Regions from separate parts of the Arachis hypogaea genome. Here region 2 is linked to region 1. The links are chromatin contacts, called in public Hi-C maps. All regions are on one chromosome and are shown on one strand. The core of a region is the stretch at or near the end of the contact, and the rest is flanking DNA. Distances in the headings are between cores, read along the strand shown.

Region 1 (3,770 bases), core at 653-3,152:
GCCTGACAACCACAAGCGGTCTACATGATGTTTAACGTAGTCATTGGACGAAAGTAGGAGTATATTCTCTTGGATTTTTAATCAACGATTCACATCGTCTCTCCTGACAATAGAGCATCTAAATCTGAGATTAGAACCGTCATGGTATAGGCTAGAATCATTGGCAGCATTCTTGGGATCTGGAAAGTCTAAACCTTGTCTGTGGTATTCCGAGTAGGATCCGGGAAGGGATGACTGTGACGAGCTTCAAACCTGCAAATGTTGGGCGCAGTGACAGTGTGCAAAAGGATCAATGGATCCTATTCCGACGCTAGCGGGAACCGACAGATGATTAGCCATGCGGTAGCTGTGCCTGGTATTTTTCATCCGAGACGAGAAATCCGACAGTTAATTAGCCGTACAGAAACCGTAGAGGACCATTTTCACTGAGAGGATCATACAGCTTGCCATGGAAGGGAGCACGCATGGTTGGAAGAAGGCAATAGGAAAGCAGAGGTTCAGAAGCAACAAAGCATCTCCAAACGCTTATCTGAAATTCCCACCAATGAATTACATAAGTAACTTTATCTTATTTTATGTTTTATTTATCTTTTAATTATTAAAACCTTATAACCATTTGAATCCGCCTGACTGAGATTTACAAGGATGACCATAGCTTGTTTCAAGCCGACAATCTCTGTGAGATCGACCCTTACTCACGTAAGGTATTACTTGGACGGCCCAGTGCACTTGCTGATTAGTTGTGCGGAATAATGGAAAATGTGAATCATGATTTTCCACACCACATGTACCTCAAGAATGTGTAGGATCATACCAATTTTAATAGAATAAGACTACTCATTTAATGAATTCATTCGGACATTTTAACTCCAAAATTTACTTCAACATCCCAAACCAATCACATTTACCTTTACTGTCATCATTTTGTCTTTTCACCATGGTCTGATTCGTACAACTTCCCTATTATTTTATCGTGGATCGAGTATTATTGTAGAATATTCACGTTCACTATAAGCGTACGATATAAATAAATCAAGAAATTATGCTAAGAGATAAAACAGTTAAAAAAAGGTATTTACTCGAACCCTACAACCTACATATGATATAAACAAAGCCAGAAATTGTGCCACAGTTTATGCCAAAATTTCCTCATACAATTTGTAAGCATCGTAATTAATGTTAGTTAGCATACATCATTTAGATTATTATTATTATTGCACTAAACAAATAATAAATAGACTATATTATGGAAATTATCTCATAATTTCATCTTGCAATATATAATTTAATAAAATGTGAATGTGAAGAGATGGTTTCGTCATCGTGACCATTTTCTCAAGATAAAAGTAAATATTGATTAATTTATTAGGGACTGTCATTGCTAATTTTATTTTTTTTTTTAAAAAGACAAAACGGTAACTTATTTCTCTGTTTACCAACGACAACAATGCCATTACGAAGTTTTATTGAAAAATAAAAATTAGTAAAAAATTAAAATGGTACCAATGACCACAACATCAATACAATAATGTCCTAAATATTTATATCATTGGTTGACTATCTTAGAGATGACTTGACTGCCATTTTTCGTTCTTTATATTATGAGAAAGTATGAGGAGCCAATATATATTTTATACAATGTATACAATGGATTAAATTGAAATTAAAATTAAATTGTGGACAATTAATTAATTGTGAATTATTTTTAATTTAAAATTTGAAACAAATTAGAATTAGAGTCAGTTATAGAATCAAAACAATGATCTCCCTCTCTCAATACGGTGTTACCTCCATCAACTCCATTTCTTATTAGATCTCGCCGGTGCTTCAGCCGCAACAGTCACCGCCTGCCGTCGGACTCTCTTCCGACCGGCGTCGTCGTCCGCACATACCCTCGCCCAGCACCACGTTCCCGTCGTGTGGTCGATTTTCGCGGCATCGCAGCAACCTGGACGTCCAGCGAGGACAGCGCACAGCCGGTGTGTGCCTTCTTCCCGATTTCGACGTCGCAATTAAAAGGGGTCTCAAGTGTGCTTTCTTTTTCACCCCATCACCCCGCCGGAGTTCATTAACGGAGTGCAATGTGGTTGAATCGTCGGTAATGAGATTTCATCAAATCCACATAAAAACGTAGCCAACCATCTCATCGTTGAGGGTGAGCAATCGAATAAGGTGAGCAACTTACGTTCAACACATTGATAATGGATAGTTATTTTTCAAATGATTTGGAAGTTTAGACTCAATGCAAGTGGCGTGTTTAATTTTATGTTTAATGCTTACCCAGATGCATCACAAACATTCATGATTCAACCAAATTTGTGATGGTTTTATATTGATAGTATTCTTATTTGTATGGGGAATTTGTATAAATAAATTAACCATGGCATATTGATTTGTCTATGGATGAAACTACCTCTTTTTTGGACTATCTTCTGTGAATATAAGAATTTATATAACCAAATTTGAATTGCATGTATAAACATGATAGTTGACTATATTTGGAGACGTTGCTACTCAATAAGTAATCACTCATGTTCCTTTGCATGATGCCCATAGGTCCCCTGAAACCTTAGTAGTGGTGTATCTTGAATTTGAGTTACAGCTAATGGTATTATATTTAGGAAGGATATATTTGAAACTGAAAATTAAAAAGGCAAGAGTTATCAATTGATGGGATACCTAATTTGCTTCCTGTATGTTAGGATTAGAATATATGTATATAGTTATACATGATAGTCAATGAATAAAAAAAGTAACTCTAGCATCATTGGCTCTGAAATTGAGGACTAAACTATGTGTATGGTAGTTGTATCTACTGCATGTTCAGCTATGTGATGTACAGTGTCATTGGAAAAGAGAATATATAGTAGTTAAAATACTTATATAATAGGTATTATGAAATAATTAATTCAATTACTATAATTGTCATTTGCATGCATTTGTTTTTAAGCTAAAATTGTTAGGATGATTGACTTGAATTCTATTTTTTGTCGTATTTTTTGTGCTGGTTAGTGAGGTTTTATGTACATGATATTTAATAAGGATTTATCTTATTATGTTTTTTTTTTGGATTTCTACGTTTATTTTGGAATTGTAGGCTATGCAATTGTCGGATGTGACTGAGGTTGGAAGTGATGAGATAAATCTTGGTTACGAGGTTTGGACTCTAGTTTAATTTTGTGTAGTCATGATCCGCATGTTTGATTTGATCATTAATGGCATTGAGGAAAAACAAGAATGCCTCCCCGGTACATGTTTGTATCAATCTGACCTTGCACGGTTATTTGGTATAGTACTATGCTAGAAGTTAATTGTTGTTATTTTTTGTGTTGTGTATATGGGTGTTCATGGTTCAGTTTTTTCATAAACTGAACTGAAACTGCACTAAACCATTTTAAATAGTTTAGAAACTGAACCAAACTACTTTGTCAAATAAGAAACTGGTTTTAAACCAGTTTACAATACAGTGCACCAGTTTAAACCAGTTCATAAAAATAAAACCAGTTTTAATAGAAAAAACCAGTTTAAACTGGTTTATAGGTTAAAACTAGTTTTAACTTTTAACATATATAAAATTAGTTTTTACATTTTCTCTCTCTTCCTCTCTCTCTCTCTCCCTCTCTCCCCTCTCTCTCTCCCCCTCTCCCATCTCTTTCTCTCCCCCTCTCTCTCCCCCTCCCCCTCTCTCTCTCTCTCTCTCTCTCCCCTCCTTTCTCTCTCTCTCTCCTTCTCTCCCTCCCTCCCCCTCTCTCTCCCTCTCTCTCCCTTCT
Region 2 (3,656 bases), core at 897-3,396, 210 kb after region 1:
TTTCAACACCATACCTTGACTTTAACTGTCATATGTCAGACCGTATATATTTCATGAATGTTTAAATTAGAATGTAACCTTTTCTCTCTTGCGTTTCTGTCCTCCTTTGTTGGCATTTTGATTTGTTGTCGCGGCTAGCGTCACCCCGTTAGGTCATCGAGTCCTCCGGTGCCCGAGTTTCCTGCACGAACTTCACTTCCTTTTCTTCTTGGTAGCAGAAGCACCGGCTTGACTGCACCGACCTGTACCTTTAGTTCTAACACGAACTGGGTCCTTCACTCCATTGTCGGTTGTTGTTGCGAGAACATTGATTCTTGGTCGAAGGCCATACTTTATTTCAAGAAAAACCGCATCGGATAAAAGTTTCTTCGAGTAAATCTTAAAGTCATCATCACTCATGCAAGCCACCCGGGCTAACCGCTTGCACAGCTGTAAAAATGCTACCAACCTTGTTCTATATGTCATGCTTTGGTCAGCAGTGCAGTGCTCAATGTTTTCATTTTCGGACTGTATTTTGGCTGTCTTGGACCACCTACGCAAAACTAGGCTTTCAGAAAGTTTCCCTAAGTCTAGCCTTACACACACGGCCATGATGTGCACACATGGAATACCAAACGAATCCATCCGCATACACGTGCAGCTAAAGCTGTTGGAAATAGGCTCCCTACAGACCTGCCAGGTCATGTTAGGCCTCCGATACTTTTGGATAGTATATATATGCGGGTGCACTGTTTCATTAATTTCAGATATTCTCACACGGACACAACGTTTCAGGCTTTCCTGAAATCTAACGAACATCTCACGAGTGAACTTGGTCCACCCTGACTTTTCCAACTCAACAAACTCGGTTTGTAAAATAAGTGTACCATACCAAGAGTGAAATTCCAGCTCATCCTCGTTGTCCCAAAGAAAATCGACACACCTCTAAAAATTTGTAACAAATTCCAACACACCATACCTGCTCTCAACAAACCTCCCATGTTTGGCGTAGAGTGATTCGCACCTAGAAGTTGTCCGTACCCCAGCTGTTGCCCATGTGTACTTTTTCACATACAAGTCCTTCACCCAGTCAACGTCGCCAACACCATACTCATGGATCATGGAGGCCCAATGCGCTTCAAACTCATCAATTTCCATATCATCCAACATGCAATGTCGAAATAGTTGTGTGAATCCCGGGTCACAGATGTTCGATGTTGCATTTCTAAAAAAAGATGCCAAGTGCATAACCGATGATGCGCCTCAAGAAAAACCGACTGAATCGCCAACTGCATGGCTGGGTCACCATCGGTGACAACAGATTGCGGTGCCTTTCCTTGCATGCATTCCAAAAATTGCTGAAGGACCCAAATGTAAGATTCATGTGACTCGCATGAAACCATGGCCGTTCCAAAAACGTAGGTCTAGTTGTGGTGGTTTACTCCGGAGAACACAACAACAGGGAGGTTATACTTGTTACGACCGTACGTAGCATCAAATGCTAGCACATCGCCGAACACGGAATAATCTTCCTGACAACGACCGTCGCTCCAAAACAAGTTGCACAGGTGTTGGCCTACCCCCACCTTATACCTCCAAAACATTCTCTCATCCATATGTGCCAGACCTTCCAAGTACCTTATAGTTGCATTTACGTCCCCACCCTAGAGCCCTCGTTGCTTCCGTACCTCATTATACATATCTTGCTTTGTAAATGTAACCAGGTTGAAACTCACAAGTTGTGGTGCAAATGACTTATAAATCTTTGGAATGCTAATCCCAATCTCCCTCATGCTTGTTAGCTGAGCAACTTCTACCTCAGATATCTTCCTATGTGACCGTAGATAATCCACAAGCTTGCCGAACGCTAGTTCATGATTATGCTCCTCGACGAAACGCGACACGTACCACTTCCCACTACCGTCTTTCCGCTTTATCCTCATCTCGGCAAGACATCTGCATCGGGTTACAACCTTATGATCCCTTTTGCGATCAACCTTTTCCAACAACTTCTTCTCTTGAAACCCTTGCCTGTTACAAACGAACATGTACCTCACAATCTCACTGAAAGTGTTTCTAACCGTCTTATCGCGCATTGAGGAAAAGCCCTTTAGTCGGCTGTAGTTGTTATAGAAGCTGCTTGCCTCCTCAGGTGTAGAAAACTCCATTTCAAGGATATGTTCGGCTCGCAACCCTTCCAAACCCAAAAAACCCTACACAGTTGAAGCCCCATGACGTTAGGGATTTTTGCTAGTAAATAATTTTATAAAAATAGTCGCATTGTAGATATAGATTCTAAACCAACAGAAATCCCTTCGTGCAAACGTTTTGGTTGTCACAAGTAACAAACCCCTAAATAAATTGATAACCGAAGTATTTAAATCTCGGGTCGTCTTCTCAAGGAACTACAGGGAAGTATGTTCTTATTATCGATTATGGAGATTGTAAATCGGGGTTTTGAAGATGAGGAGTAAGTAATTTAAATTGCAATTGAAATAAGTAAAAAGACTGTAAAGCAAATAAATAACTGTAAAATAAACTTTTGGCAAGGTATGAGAAATTAGAAGTCCTATCCTAGTTATCCTTATCAATGATGATGAAAATTGAATCTTAATTCCACTTAGTTAGCCTTTACTTAAAGTAAAGAAAAGTCAAGTGACTAATTAGTTAGATCTTCAAATCCTAGTTAATCCCTAAGGAAAGATTGGGATTATTGAAGTTCAATTCAATTAGCAAAGATAACAATTATCAATCATGTTTGAGTTTGATAACTCCTGAGTTACTGATTTCTTAACCAAGACCAAAAAGGAAAAAGTAAATCTACCGGAATAAAAATGTCTTCAGATTGGAAGCAACAGTAATATAAATAAAAGAGAGCAATAATAAACTGAAATACCACAAATAACATTAATCAAAAGAATAATCTGTAACATAGAAGAATTCATAAATTAAATTGAGAAAATAAATAAAAAGGAATATTGAACCTGTGATGAAGAAGAAATAATCCTAAATCCTAAAACTAAATCCTAAGAGAGAGGAGGGAACCTCTCTCCCTAAAAACTACATCTAATCCTAAAATTGTGAATTATGAAAGCATGTTATCATGAATGAATGGATTCTCCCACTTTATAGCCTCTAATCTGTATTTTCTGGGCCGAGAACTGGGTCAGAAACAGCCCAGAAATCGCTGGAGAAGAAATCTGCCACGCTGATTTTCGGAACTGCGACGTGTCCGCGTGGAGCACGCGTTCGCGTCGCCTAGTGTTAGGGCAACTATGGCATATTATATATCAAATCGAAGCCCCGGACGTTAGCTTTCCAACGCAATTGGAACCGTGTCATTTGGACCTCTGTAGCTAAAGTTATAGCCGTTTGAGTGCGAAGAGGTTAGGCTGGACAGCTTAGCAATTTCTCCAACTTCTTGTATTCCTTCCACTTTTGCATGCTTCCTTTCCATCCTTTGAGCCATTCCTGCCTTGTAATCTCTGAAATCACTTAACACACATATCAAGGCATCTAATGGTAATAAGAGAGGATTAAACATAGGGAACTTAAGGTCAAAGAAGCATGTTTTCAATCAAAGCACATAACTAGGAAGGCAAATGTAAAACCATGCAAATAGTATGAATAAGTGGGTAAAGAGTTGATAAAACCCACTCAATTGAGTACAAGATAAA

The links. A called contact is a pair of places that touch in the nucleus more often than the background predicts.
Region 2: a contact with region 1 is called in a Hi-C map of leaf, with 2.7 times the contacts expected there. The contact joins the promoter of LOC112785541 here to the enhancer-like site in region 1. A contact is called at or near these places in 2 of 8 Hi-C or Micro-C datasets (both in leaf).

What each region holds. Positions count from the first base shown.
Region 1 is chr20:17,758,324-17,762,093 of arahy.Tifrunner.gnm2.J5K5, forward strand. No RefSeq gene overlaps it. Among protein-coding and RNA genes, the nearest start is that of LOC112784488, 6.7 kb to the right of the region's middle. Within about 2 kb of position 1,903, at least 1 of the 3 cell types and tissues checked has open chromatin away from gene starts, as enhancers often do.
Region 2 is chr20:17,965,203-17,968,858 of arahy.Tifrunner.gnm2.J5K5, forward strand. LOC112785541 (protein FAR1-RELATED SEQUENCE 5-like) reads right to left here and starts at 2,147. Exons shown (of 5, transcript XM_025829003.1): 1 at 1,668-2,147; 2 at 1,422-1,511; 3 at 1,258-1,337; 4 at 1,021-1,204; 5 at 193-924. The coding sequence starts at 2,147. The coding sequence ends at 193.